2 separate regions of the Xenopus laevis genome follow, and region 2 is linked to region 1. A link is a contact called in public Hi-C data. All regions are on one chromosome and are shown on one strand. Each heading gives the region's core, a stretch centred on a gene start, on an enhancer-like site or on the middle of the called end of the contact. The rest is flanking DNA. Distances are from core to core; before and after follow the strand shown.

The links. Hi-C and Micro-C count contacts between places; a contact is called where the count stands out from the background.
Region 2: a contact with region 1 is called in a Hi-C map of the XL177 cell line, with 4 times the contacts expected there. The contact joins the promoter of LOC108708954 here to the enhancer-like site in region 1. A contact is called at or near these places in 2 of 4 Hi-C or Micro-C datasets (the XL177 cell line and the XTC cell line).

Annotation. Positions count from the first base shown.
Region 1 is chr2S:101,525,945-101,533,522 of Xenopus_laevis_v10.1, forward strand. No RefSeq gene overlaps it. Among protein-coding and RNA genes, the nearest start is that of pdcl3.S, 25 kb to the right of the region's middle. Within about 2 kb of position 4,042, at least 1 of the 7 cell types and tissues checked has an H3K27ac peak or open chromatin away from gene starts, as enhancers often do.
Region 2 is chr2S:101,703,166-101,710,743 of Xenopus_laevis_v10.1, forward strand. It overlaps LOC108708954 (protein CREG2-like), which reads right to left and starts at 3,958. Exons shown (of 4, transcript XM_041584744.1): 1 at 3,533-3,958; 2 at 78-152. The coding sequence starts at 3,778.

The DNA.
Region 1 (7,578 bases), core at 2,792-5,291:
AAGTAAGGAAATTCTGAAATGAGCACGCACTCATGTGGCACAACCAGTTCGGATAAAAATTTGATCAATATTCCATGAATTAAAAACAAAAGTCCTAACACGTTTAGTATCTAGAGATACATAATCATAGGCACCATATCCGAACTGGTTGTGCAGCAGGAGTGCCTGATCATTACAGAATTTCCTTGCATCTCACCCCAAGCTACGGGTTCGGGACGCTGCACCTGAGCCACCCATTTTCATCAGTGAGTGCGAACAATTTACATACATACATTGTTTGTGCAACAGTGCTGAGAAGGCTGACCCCCTTTAGAGACGGACCTGGGGCTTTACACCCAGGTCAATTTTCATACAGGGTGAGCTTTGGCTTTTTATTAGAAAATAGTTAAACAATTAATATTTGGATAAAGCCTCAGGTTTTTCTTCTTTTTTGTGTTAAAACTAAGTAAGCCTTATCAAAAAGGTCCACCTAAATATACCAGTAAACCCTCAAAGTAGTGCTGCTTTAAGTCCTCTGTCAAAATAATCACTGCTTTTCTTTCCTTCTATTGTGTACTCATGGGCTTCTGTATTAGACTTCCTGCCTTCAGCATAAGCCTCCTTGCCCTGGGCAAGAGCATGCTCAGTTTGTGCCTCTTCCCCTCCTTCTCTGCTGTAATCTGAGCCCAGAGCTACTGTATGAGAGAGCAGGGAGAGACTCAGGCAGGACGTGATGTCACACAAAGCTAATACTGCAGCTGATATCCTAAACAAACAGAGAGCTTCTAGAGCTTTTTACTCAGGTATGGTAAAACATTCTACAGAATAAATATAGCATTCTAGCTTGCACTATTGCAGCTAATCTATTGGCAATAAAATGCCTCCGTAGCTTTTCTTCTCCTTTAAAGGGATTTTATTTTGCTATTATTGAATTGGTTTCCCCTCGCTTTTATAAGGATGTCAGTGTGGCTATACATGAACCAATAAGGTACAAACTCCTACTAAATGACACATGGGTTAAATAGATGGAAAGAGTATACAAGGGGCCTGACACAAAATGGCCATGTTTCTATTGTGCTTTAGCAAAGAGCATGAATGATGTTCTGGCCAGCAGTGCACTAGCACTACCTGACTACTGAACCTCCGATATCCATAGTACATTGCTCAGGATCCACCATCATACAGTGACAATAATTGTACAATTGCATGGAGCCATGACTAGGTTGGATTGGGCACATGATCTGCTAAGACCAACACTTTTTTTTATCTTGGGGTCCCATTCTAATTAGAGGATTTGAGTAGACAGTAGTCTAATAACCTGGTTCCACTGGTGAGGGGGGGGGGGACATGCCAATCAAGTAATATTAGGCCCCATGATTTCTGAGAGCATATTTACTTATAGCTGGATACAAGCCTGAATCACTCCTCCCTTATGGACCTAAATGTTCTTATATCTAAGTGTACATCTGCCCTAGAATGATCATACTTCCTTAAGGTTAATGCTCTGCCGAGAAGTGCCCAAACATTACCATGCATCCTGTCATTTACTCTAGCAGTGATAAGGCAGATTCATACAGAAAACACACAAACGCACATAAGGTTTGTTAATCATTTACACTGTTTATAGTTAATCACATACATGTATCATATCGAAAATTAGAACAGATCATTATTTATAATTTCAGTCAGACTGTCCAACATACCTCCTCTTACCAACGAATAGTAATCTTCTCAACCAATCATCTTTTTTTGTTGTTGTTGTTGAATGCAGTATAAATATAATAATTGCAGGCATTCAGGCTGTCAGTTCCGCTTGGCATGAAAGAAACTGAATTATAGCAACGAATTAGCACAAGTGAGCCACCTATTGACTGTAAAAGACAATAAGAGATGACAAATTCCACTAAACTTTACCAACACCTATAAAAGTCTTCACATGTGTAACAGGAATAAAGCTAGATGATACCTCCATTTGAAGCTTGTGTTGCAGGAATAATGAATAAGCAGAGTATCAGAAATACACCCACGTTTTCCAGAACATGATTTCAAGGCATTGCATTGTGTACAGTAGTACTGCAGTTCAAATGACTCAGCTCAGGGACAAGCAAACCTCCACATTTTAGATGATCCATAACCCCAGGCATTCCACACCCTTTTAAGTTGATGGGAATGACTGAAGTAATAATAGTTGCAGCGTGCCACAGCATGCCTTGCCATAGCCTTAAATTCATTGTCTCCAACATGACCCAGGCACGTAAGGTGGCCATGCAGGTTCTGATTTTTGCTAGCAATTTAGCTCCTTCATAACTCTGATAGGCATATTTGACTGATATTTGGCTGAAATAATCTGACAGATCTTAATCGGACAGATTTAAAAATCTCATCAGGGCAATGGTTGCATCAGCTCATGATGAGGTCCTTTACCCGACTGCCTGTATCCCCGTTGTTGTGATCCTTAAGGTGGGCAAATCTAGGAAAGATTAATTTGGCAAGCTCATCAAACAAGCTGATCTATCTCTGATTTGCCCACATTTCAATGTGGCCTTTGTAAGTACCTTCAATACGGCAAGCAAACATATTGGGCAGATCATACGTAAACATTGGCATATATTGCAGTCATGCCTACCAGATGTGCCCAGTTTTCAGTCGCCACCAATGTTAGCATACAAGAGAGCAAAAAATCTTATAGATAGACTCATAAGAGCAGATGTGGGAAGTAATAAACTACCAAATACTCGCTTTTTGCAAAAACCAAAGTTCGAGACATTCCCATGTCTGAATTGCACACAGTGCAACTCAGTCATTAAAGGGGACACATTTTGTCACCCGCACTCGGGCAAAAAATACGCTATCAGACAATATTATACCTGTGAATCTACTTTTGTCGTTTACCTACTCAAATGTCCATGTGGTCTTTTATATGTGGGGGAAACGACCCAAAAGATTAAGGATAGAATATCGAAACATAAATCCACTATCCGTAAGGGATTAACGACATTACCGGTGCCTGCTCATTTTCAGCAAGCAAAACATTCAATTAGTCAGCTAAAATTTCAAATAATTGAACCACCCAGGAGAGGGGGAGACAGAATGATGTTGCTGCACAAGCTGGAGATGCAGTGGATTCACAGGCTTGACACAGTTTGGCCGGTTTGTATAGAGATTATACTCCTGCTTTGTTTATCAATCAGTAGGACAGTAGACTTTTGATGTTGCAGTTATTACTCCTTGAAGACTAACAATTTTTTCTTTAAAGGGTAGTAAAAATGGTTTGGGATTTGGATAATTCTCAGTGCAGTCATTACCTTCTGCATAAGAAACCATGGAATAGAATGTTGCAAGAAAGGTAATACAAGCGTCTCAGATCTTCCAATACTACAAATCGATTTATATAGAATTGAATGTAAAGGATTATATTAAACAAGAGACTGATTTTATTGTTTGGCTATTGCTAATACAAAAACACTGTTTGTTTTAATTAACACCAGATTGATACACTGAGAAATACAAGTTATGAATATGGGCACTGTCCAAGGAATACAACAGCTATTAACAATCTGATTAGTATGCATTATACTGTATGTATCCAATGTATGTTACATTGTAATTGATGTCCCCACCCATCACTTCCCCTGACCTTCCCCGCCCCCACTTATCACTATTTAACAGAGAGTAATGAATGTAACCACATGCTTGATAAAGACTCCTGTGAGACTCGAAACGTTGCATTTTTTTGTCTACTGATAATGAACCAATAAATCACAAAAAAGTTCACAGAAACAACGTGTCAGTGTGCTGCAGTCTGTTGGATATTGCATATGATTTGAAACCCATGGTAGAGTGGGAAATTGGCTGCTAAGCACCTGGTCCCAAAGGGAAGAGAAACGGAGGTGAGCGCTTCATTCTTGTGTGGCACACTTCAATGCAAGGTCTGCTTTACTCCATCTCAAGTAAGAAATATAATTAAAAGAGTGCTCCTTTACATTGGAAGGGTGTAAAAAATAGTTTTTAGACTTTGTATGTTGTTCCCACCCAAGGTTTTGAGGCTGTCATTCACAGGCACAATGCTTGGTAAAGAGTTACACCCATTTATAAATGCAGTGCTGGCAGAACCTGCCAGTATACTATACTTGGAGCACACAGGTGTCCCCTGGTGCAGGATATTAGGTGAAAGGAAGTCATGCTAAAGAATCATTGCTGGAAGTTGTCATACAGCATATTGGGCTCTGAGCATTCTGACTATAGGCTCTGGTTGCAACGGATTGCTCAGCATATTCTATAAATGTGCTGTAATGCCACGGGGTACAGAAAATATCAGTGTGGCCCTTTTACATACCTGTGCTTCTACTAAAAAATCTCCAGTTTGTGTATAATGTATAATCCTTTGAAATAGAAAACATGTAAATGGAGCAGTGGCAAAATAACAAAATAGTGCTGCATCAACAGGAAACCTAGAGGAGTGCTTACACTAGAATATCCAATTTCATATGCTTTAACCCCCATGAGAGCAAATTATTTAAAAACATGAATAATTTACAGTGTGAGGGGGTCTTTGTTAATTTCACATCCTCCACTGCATAACAGAGGGAAATAACATGCCATTATCTTGTGCATGAAAGCAGGAGAGCAGTCACCAATTGAGATTATCAAATTCAATATATAATAAATCTGCCACTAAATACATGCATTAATCTTGTGCTGCTGATATACTGTATGCAACACTTTGTGGTGAGATCCCATATTATTTTATGCTACCATAGTCCTTTTGTTTCTCTGAGTGACCTTTCTTTATATATTACCCTCCGCATGCTTTTATTACACTGGACATTTTGCAATCCCCAAGGAATATGCAAGCAGGGGAACCCCTAGCAGCTAATGACCAATCTCAGGCTAAATATTGCCTGGTGTCACAAGGTGTTAGCTGAGAAGGAAAGAGTGAGAGAACGTAACAGATTCTGTAAGCTCAGCATAATGCATGAAATAGTCTTCTATAAATTAAAACGTTCAGACCTATTTACAGGTAAAAACATAAATGTGTAGTGTGATTGTAGTTGTTTTAAAGGCTTGTGCCAATAGATTTGGATAAGCTAATACTGTACTTGTGTTTTATTCTAAGACCCGTGACTAAAATACATATACAGTTTATATTCAAACGATAACCTTTAATGTAAAAACACAATTTCCAGAGCAAGAAAGCTATGTAATGAACTGTCCCTCAGCACTGCAGGAAATTCTGCTTCTTGAAAGTCTGTTTATTGCACTGGGGTTTTAATTATTTTTCCACCTGGTTACTTTCCATCTCAACTGTCCACTCATGCTGGGAAAATAGCACAGATACACACTTCTAAACAAAACAATCTTGGCTTCTGTCTGACAGGCCCATGCTGCTATATTACTGCAGCAGAACAAAGCAGACACTCATTGATCTGTACGCTCCACTCTAACTACCTCTCTGACAAACACAAGGACATCAATAGACAGACCTTTTTTAACCAAAGGTTAACAATTACATATTTAGCATACTATTTACATTTATAATGCAGTGATATGACACATCATGAAAGCAATCCTTGATGTTTGCCAAGGGAATGCCCTACACAGCTAATGGACCCCTAAGGAAGTAAGAATTTTCCAGTTAGTACTGCTCAAGATTGGTGGTTTCTTCAATAAGCTCGGGCATCAAAGATTTTTGTTTAATTTACACTTGTGCATTTGTGATTTGGTAATTGTGTGATTTAGTTCCAGTATTTTTGCTTAGCTTGCTTCTCTTATCACTCTTGCCCTTGTTGCTGTGCTAATTAATTCCTTTCGGGCTTAATTTTTTCACATTGCTAGATGAATACTTGGGTCTACCATAAAAATCAATAGACTTGGGAAAATTCTCTGTAATACCGCACCTCCATATTGATTTTTTTTTTGTAACATTATAACATATTGGCGACATATTTACCAGCAGAGAATTTCAGACTGGGTTCACGGACCATTTTGCATTTTATTTGTTTAATGTCAGATACATTAAGCCACAAAAATGCTAGTGATTTATTAAAACCAACTACAGCTGAGGAAACAGTTTGAATGAAATGGTGAATCACTGGCTTCAGAGTTTCAATAATTGATTACCTATCAGTCCTGGCTATATTGCCTACTTAATTATATGAGGTTGTATATGGTATTTCAGCACAGTAGACTTAGTTTAGCATATTTTCTTTTACAGACTCCTATAATACAATGCCCCCAGTGCCATATGGGTACAACATAAGAGAACACCATTAATAATCCGTAAATCCAGTCCTACCCATGGTTGGTAGACTTTATTAAACAGCTTCTTAAAGAGATGCCAATGTACAGCACTGGTAATCTGCTACACAAAATAAAAATGAACACTCCTCCAGAGAAACATCTCACACACAGTATTTCCTCTCCAGAGGCCTCCAGTGTCCGTGTCATCTGGAAAGTGTACTTATAGAGTGCCATAAGCCATTGAGGGGGTCTACTATCCCAAAACCACTGCTCTCTTTTTTCAGTCTTATCCAACATATAGTGCACAAGCATCTTCCAGCTGTTTCACTACTGTGTAGGTTCCCCACTAACCTTCATCTGAATGCTCCAATCCCTAACTGGTGCACAATCGTCCAGGTACTAACCCCAATCACTACCTCCTCATTGGGGCCACAGGCTGTCCTTGGTACCTATAGAACCACCTCTAACCTCTGAGGTCATCCTGGCACAACCTCCTAAACTCAACACTAACAATATTGGCTACAGGGTAATACTATTTAGATTAGTGCATGAGAAACCTCTAGTGACCAACAGAAGTAATGTACAAACTATAAAGAATGGATACTCATGCAACTAAAAGTATAAAATCACATAAATTATATCAAGTTAAAATACATCAGTCCCTACAAAAGCCTAATGCATTTCATGCTTACCCAGCACTTAGTCATAGGCAACCCTCTAAACCTCCTATACTGCCTAGTACTGTACTAGCACGGTGCTAGTCTGATCTGCCTCTCCTTGCCTTCAAATTTTATCAGGCCAAAGAGGAAGTGCTTCCTGCACTTCCTTATATAGGCTTATGAATGGAGCATCCCCTACAGGCCAACATTTAGGGCTGGTGCCACCTGCTGGCTAAAATGAATAGTGCCTATTTACATTTGAAATTGAATATATATATATATATATATATATATATATATATATATATATATATATATATATATATATATATATATATATATATGTGTACGTATGTATGTATATATATTTTTTTTTTTTTCCAAAAAGAACCAGCAACACCGGAATATTTTCAAAACAAAAAATATATATTTATTGAAGCATGTATAGCCATTGTGGACTTGAGGGACAAAAATGGTACGTTGGCTATACATGCTTCACTTATACATGCTTCACTAAATATATATTTTTTGTTTTGAAAAATCCAGGTGTTGCTGGTTCTTTTTGGAAAATATATGCAAGTCTTAACCGTGCAACTGCGTGAGGTTGGAAGCGGTGTGCCACACATTTCACTTCTATATATTTTTTTTTTTTTTTGCCTGTCCCAGGAAACCTTACCTGCTTGCCATTGGTTTTCACCCT
Region 2 (7,578 bases), core at 2,708-5,207, 180 kb after region 1:
AGTCAGCATCCAGATCTGCAAATGTCAGCGATGCTACTGGATTCTTTATCAGAGATAAAGCTGGCCTTTCAGCTGACATATGGGTCACCTGTATCATTATCCATTGGGCCATCACTAGTGAGTAAAACATGTCCAAAGGGTAGGTCTGCAATCTGGTAAAACAAAGGAAAAAAAAAATCAGTTGTGTAAATAATCTGGAACATCAGACAGAACATGAGCTTTATGTTAATTATTAGAACTTTTTTTTACATAAAGTACCATTGTAATGAAACAGTATCATCTTTGAAAAAAAAATGTATTGCCTTCTTAAAGAGAAGCTTTATTTCTTCATAAAAACTATCTTATTAAACATAGGGCAATAGTGATCACTCATTGTTTTAGCCTAAGGATGGTGCAGAGAAGATGATGGAAAGGTACTGTATTTATAGGGAATACAGCAAATACATACTTCTACTCATAAAAGTAATTGACCTTTGACACTGTTAAGAAGATTGGCTCATGGCATATAGGAGTTTCTTTATTTCACACGATAGGTAGCAATCTATGATCGGTGTCAATATTTAATTGGCCCTACAAGTACTTTAACCAAAATGCTCCCTGCACTGTTGCTCTTCATGGCCTGGCTATACTCCCAGTGATAGGAAAGAAACAAAAACAGTAAGAGGATAAAGTGATCATTGTTTTAGCATTAAATATATATTTAATTTAATTAGCTTGTTACACTCTCCTATAAACAGCAAGAATGTAGGGAGTTTGTCCTGTACATAATAATAGCTAATAATATTCCTTCATTTGCTTTCAGGTTATAGACAGTGGGAGGGACCAGTTAGTAAGCTCTTGTCAGTACATTGGTGCCTCTAAATGCAGCTCACACTTAAATGATGCAACACCTTATGAATTCCACATACAGTACATGTGGAGTGATGGTATCCCTACGAGCTCCAGCTGCCTGGCTTTTCCACTGAGAGAAAACGGTTCCATGATTCAAATTGTTTGCCTTGTCTTTTTAACTTTTTAGCATGCTTTGCCTGGAATTGTGTTATTGTTACTAAGGGTTTAAAACAACTGGCTTGAAAATGAAACTCCCTTGTACTCCCTTGATGTGTGATTTGGAACCATGTCATTCTAGCCCTATCTAAGGTACTTGCTGTATACAATTGCTGCTGTGACAATTGTTGATTAATTCTATCTTCAAACTACTATTAAACTTGTACACCATTTATAAAGAATGTGGTGATGAGCATAAGTTTTTTAAAAGACAAGGAAAGCCCCATTCTGTGGGGTGTACATAACATATTGACAGACCCTAGGGCAGGGATCCCCAACCTTTTGAACCAGTGAGCAACATTCAGAAGAAAAAGGAGTTGGGGAGCAACACAAGCATGAAAAATATTCTTGGGGTGCCAAATAAGTGCTGTGATTGGCCATTTATTAGCCCCTATGTGGATTGTCAACCTACATTGAGACTCTGTTTGGCAGTGTACCTGGTTTTTATACAACTAAAACTTGCCTCCAAGCCTGGAATTCAATAATAATCACCTGCTTTGAGGCCACTGGGAGCAACATTCAAGGTGTCGGAGAGCAACATGTTACTCACGAGCTACTGGTTGGGGATCACTGCCCTAGGGAATGGGGCAATTTTCACCAGCCCTGGGGAAAAAAAAGAAAGCAGTGCTGCCATCTTACTTACTATTCTCATGCATTTTTTCAAAAAGGAGCGCCAGCCAGAGAACAAACGTAGCAATGAAATTCACTTGGGGAACAGGGGTGACCAACATATTGTGAATGGAGTGATTTTTACGCCATACCCCAAGGCTCTTAAAATCTCAGTTTCTAAGTGGCAGAATTTCCACATGCACCATTGTCCTTAGGGCTTTTAAACATGAGCGTTTTTACATGTGTTTCCCTGCAGTGGATCTTTCATATGTTCCACCACAACCACAGGGAAATATAGGAAAAGATACAGAAGTAATATAATAAAAGGCACTAAGTCACTGCTCCTGGGCAAATTTGCCTTTTATTACATTACCCCCCCACTCTGTTCTATTAGTTTGTACTCACTAGGGTGCAGGCAAGTGCCAAATGCAGGTAGAACACATTATAATGCATTAGATTGGGTTCCATCTGTGCTCGGCAGAGACAAACAAACAGGAAAATACAGGACTGTATTTCTTCCTGCAGGGGAACACTCTTGTGTAAGAGCCATTACAGCTGCTTGCTCAATCTGTTCATTTTCAGTTTGTGGACGATACTGTAAACATACTTCAGAACACATACTGAGTAGGCTTTACTGTAAACATACACTTATAGCAAAACAGTTATAGAGTGTATTCCAAACAAATGCATCAGAAACACTTGAGCGATTAATAGTTCATGTTTCTTGGCACCAAAAATGGACCAAAACTTTACATGTGCCATTTAACTACAAAGAATTACAGTCTTTAAGGGTAAGGCCAGACGAGGAGATTCGGGGAGGTTTTGTCGCCTGGCGACTTATCGCCACGTCTTTTGCGCGACTATCTCCCCGAACTGCCTCCGCGTTTTTCCCCCATAGGCTACAGCGCAAAATCGCCTGCGCTAATGCACACGCGGTGAGGCGTTTTCAATAGTTGCCCAAACTTTGCATTAGCGCAGACGATTTTGTGCTGTAGCCTATGGGGAAAAAACAATGAGGCAGTTCGGGGAGATAGTCGCGCAAAAGACGTGGCGATAAGTTGCCAAGCGACAAAATCTCCTCGTCTGGCTTTACCCTTAAGGCAAAAGCTTGTGGTGGTTAAACTTTGCATTAGGTGAGTCCCACATAAGGGGCATAATTATAAAGCTGTAATGTTTTACTCATCATTTCTCACCTAGTTTTTCATTTGCATTCATCAAAACGAATACATAAAAAGATTACTTGGCCAAAACCACATAGCATAAAACTGACAATGTAAACTGCATTTTAAAACAGCTTTATAAATATGCTCCCTATTGTTGTTCACAAACCAGTACTAAAAAGGCAAAATGTCAAAATGTTAACTTTGTTAACTTTATTTAAAGCTATCCTTAGAAGAATGTGTTTGCATGTGAGTTATTGCTTTGGGTATGTGTACCATTCAACAGTTAATGAGAGCACTTAGCACTGCCTGTGCATGTTGCGGAGGTAAACATATATAGTTTGTGCAGCCTCAAAGTTTTAGATGGAAATTAAATCACCTCCATTCTACTAAAACTAGGGTACTACCCACTCATCGTCATTCTGCAAATTAACAGCTGGATGGAACATCCCCAGAATATTTTTTTCTTGGAAGAGACTCCAGTGGTGGGACTGGGTGCACAGTATAGGAAAAGATGGTGTCAGACCAATTATATGTAAATGATGTCCAACCTACCTTGAGATGAAGTTAAACTAGAACTTCCAAATCTCAAGATAGTAACTGTAGAGTTCCTAGCAGCCACAACTGGAACTGAAATGCTATGTGTATTTCCCTGGGCATGTACAGGTTCCTAAATACACTTACTGACTCATGCGTGGACATTGTGGCTAGCAAACGGAAAACCCCATTTGCTGTGGTGGGCAAGGAGCCTGGCATCCCTGGCCATTTTCTGATGGTGGGCCACTGCTCTCTGTGGCCACATTACTTTCTCTCTTGTATGAGAACATTCTGGAGGGAGAAGATATCTGCTTGGATCCGACTGACGCAGGCCTGGGCTTCATCTCTCTGTCCTCTTCTTTGAAAGTAGAGGCTGGGTAGCTTTGTTTCCAAATGCTGATGGTATCCTCCAGCTGGCAGTGCATCTTCTGTGGAAGAACTGTATAGTTCCTCCTCCACCTCGTTGGTTACTGACAAAGACACTGAATTGACAATAACATAGCTGTGTTGTGGGGGCATGCGCCGCAGACGAATACCCAGAGCAAGCAGGCAAGGGCAGTTCTGCTAGGAAAGAAGCACACAGACATTTTGGGGAGGCTGCCATAGGGTGCTGGAATCTACATTTCGTTAGCTGAAGAGAAGCCCAGACAATGCTAATCGATTCTCAGTGCTTCGATCGCCCTCTTGTGATACAAAGGGACATTGCAGCTATAGTTTATCTGCCTAAATGTGTGGTTTGGTCACTATTTCATTCCCCGAATATTCATTGGCCCACCTTTGCTAAACAAAATTACATTGGTAATATACGTGTAGACCTGTTTTACCAATAGTTATTGAAACTGTCTATAAATGAATGCCTCATGGGGCCCCTATACCTCCTGGGACCCCAGCAGCCGCAGGGTCTGCTTCTTCTGTAGTTACACCCCTGGTGGGATGGAACAATTAGTAAGGGAAATATTTTGCTTTTATTCGTTCACTGACAAGAGCATGCGCATTCAGCATCTCCTGACAGGTGTACGGGTCAATCATTCAGAAGCACAGGTGCATCTGCTACTCTATTAGTGTGCCCTCCTCCAACAGTAGAATAGACTATTGCACTTAAGGGTACAGCATCCATTGTAGTTAAGCCAGATCCTTACAGAGCAAAAACAGATGCCCACAGCAAGATAACATTTATTGCACCTCTAGGAGGGTTGCCACTGTTCATGTTATTATAAGGCCAAAAATTTAAAGGGGAACTCCACACAAACATAACTTAAGCTTTTAAGTAAACATAATTTCAAACAACTTTGCAATATACATCATTTTAAAAATATGCAGACCTTTCATGATTTTCAATGGTTTGGAATAGTTCCCGAAGCCTAGCCCCGTGCTCTCCAGCTGATCTGTCTGACTACTTTGCTGAGCTGGCTGACTACTGTTACTTTGTATCAAAAGCATCGTCCAGACCCCACAATTGCCTACACATGCGATTTCAATAAGGAATGGAACATCACAGTGCAATGCATTGTGGGTTATGTAGTTCCTGTATGTTGTCTGTAAACTGTGGAAAAGTTGTTACAATTTGTAACATTGTGACAGTGTTTTAATCCCTCCTTCCCTGCCGGGATTTCAAATGATGCAGAAAGAGAAGAACTGTTAAAAGGCTGGATTGCAGCATAGAAAATGACATTTATTTGAAAAAACAGGTAACTGTGATGGTATATTAGGGGTTTCTGTGTTATGTGGGCCTCTTTATCAAATTTGGGTTTGGAAGCCGGAGTTCCCCTTTAATATAGGAAGGTAGTAGCATACAGCAGGGCAGCATACAGCCTTTTTTAAACATGAGTTCAGGGAAGGAGACTTGTGCTGAACATACCTTTAGCCTATATTCATAAAAATATTTATATTTTTTATATTTTATTATGTTTTGGATATATTATTATATGTTATATTTTTGCACTAAACTAAATAATGCAACCACTTTCACTTCACATATAACACTATGGGGCAGATTTATCAAGAGTCGAATTTCGAAGTAGAAAAAGCTTCGAAATTCGACCATCGAATTAGAATACTTCGACTTCGAATATCAAAGTCGAAGTTTTTTAACATCGAATTTGGCCATTTGTGGTCAAAGTAATCAAACGATTCTTACGATTCGAAGGATTTCAGCAATCGAACGAACGATTTTACTTCGCCTTAAACTTAGAAAAATGCTCTAGAAGGTCCCCTTAGGCTAACATAGCATTTCAGCAGGTTTAATTTGGCGAAGTATTGGAGTCGAAGTTTTTTTAAAGAGACGGTACTTCAATTATCAAATGGTCGAATATTCGAATGATTTTACTTTGAAACAAATTCGAAGTCGAAGTTGTAGTATCCTATTCGATGCTCGAAGTATCCAAAAAATTACTTCGAATTTCGAACTTTTTTACTTCGAAAATTCCCTCGAATTCACTTTGACCCTTGATAAATCTGCCCCTATATGTTAGAAAATAAACAGCTTCCTGGTTCTGCTGATCAGAGGAGCAGATGCTACATGTATCTGCTACACTGCGGATCATATTCTGTTCTGTGGGTATGGAAATTTACTGGCATATTGGTGCTTCAAATTGGTGCCTAAATGGTGTTAATAAGCCGATACCATCTGGTAAACTCCGTGTGGGTTTACTGAAGTGTGTATTCCATTTAATCTATATAGCTACATTTAGAGTGTATTATGCCAGTATTAACTACTTTTTTTTAAAAATGCCCTAAAAACAGAGTTGGCTAATAAATAAAAATACCATATGCAACACCCCTAATGATGGCACAACTGACTTAGTGCTAATTAGGAGTGCATTTGCCCACAGAAAGAGGTAACTGCCAAAAATTGTGATACAATAATATATAGTAGTAGTAACAGGGGAGATTGTGGCCCCCTCAGATGTGTAAGTCCTTCATGTTCATCTTATATAGAAACAGTATCCACTGCTTTTTTTTTTTTTTTTTTTTTTAAACCCTGCTAAATTTTCATCACTGAACATTGCTTTGATTTCTAAAGGTTCCATTTAGTCAGTCTGTCTGCCATTGTTTTCTCAACAAGCACATGACATTCTAGAAGGAAAAACAAATCCTAGGTTCAGGAAAACTGCCATTCTGTTTTTTTTTACTATGAAATCTGAATTTTTATTCTTATACCCAGAGGATGGAAAAACTCTGAATCTGAAATCCGGCATCTCAGACCTGAAAGGTTGTATATAAGTCAATGGAGGAAGTCCTGAAGATATCCTGATCTGTGCTGGGTTTCATGCAATAATCTGAAGATTTTGTGGTTTTCGGGCAAAAATCCCCAAAAAAATTTGAATTTTCGGGTGGAAAATCCGAAAAATTTGTACTATTCGAATTTTCATACCATTTGCACTATTTTTTCGAGTTTTTCCTGCACAGGAAATTTTCGGGAACATGTTTTGATAAATAAGGACAAATAACCCATGTGGATTTGGTCGGAGTAGAGTTTGTACTTGATCCTAACTAAGCTAATTAAGCAAACAAAATTCACACGGCCATTTTAGTAATTTGGACCCTAGCAACCAGATTGCGGAAATTGCAAACTGGAGAGCTGCTGAATAAAAAAGTTAAACAACTCAGAAACCACACATGATAAAAAGTTAAACAACAAATAATAAAAAATTAAAACCAATTGCAAAGGGTCTCAGAATGTCACTCTCTAAATCATAGTAAAAGTTAACTCAAAGGTGAACAAACCCTTTAAGTTATAATGATTCACATAACAAAAATATCCCTTATCCGGAAAACCTTAGATCTCAAGCATTTTGAATCTAGATTTTATACCTGTATTTATACATATTTATGTATATTTTTTTCCAAATTAAGTCCATTTAATATTCATGAATAGTTTTTATATGACTGCTTACCAAGTAGTGCCCTGTAGTTTATATTATTTTCTCCATTTTTCTAGCTGCTGAGGGCACCCAGGGTACTGACACCAATTGCACATGGCCAGTGCTGAATACATTTCAGTGAGATGCTTGGTGATGAAGGCTACCTGTTAGGGATATGTTATCTTGAGATCATTTAGAACCTGCAGAAGGGTAGCACATTCAGTTGAAGAGGTAGAGGGGGCTAAACATTTTTCCTGTATGAAAGAAGAGAAAAGTTTTACGGCTCCTTCTGACAGAAGCAGAACCAAGAACATGATGATACACTATATTCTCTCCATGGCCAGGCACAGGCACCTGCTCCT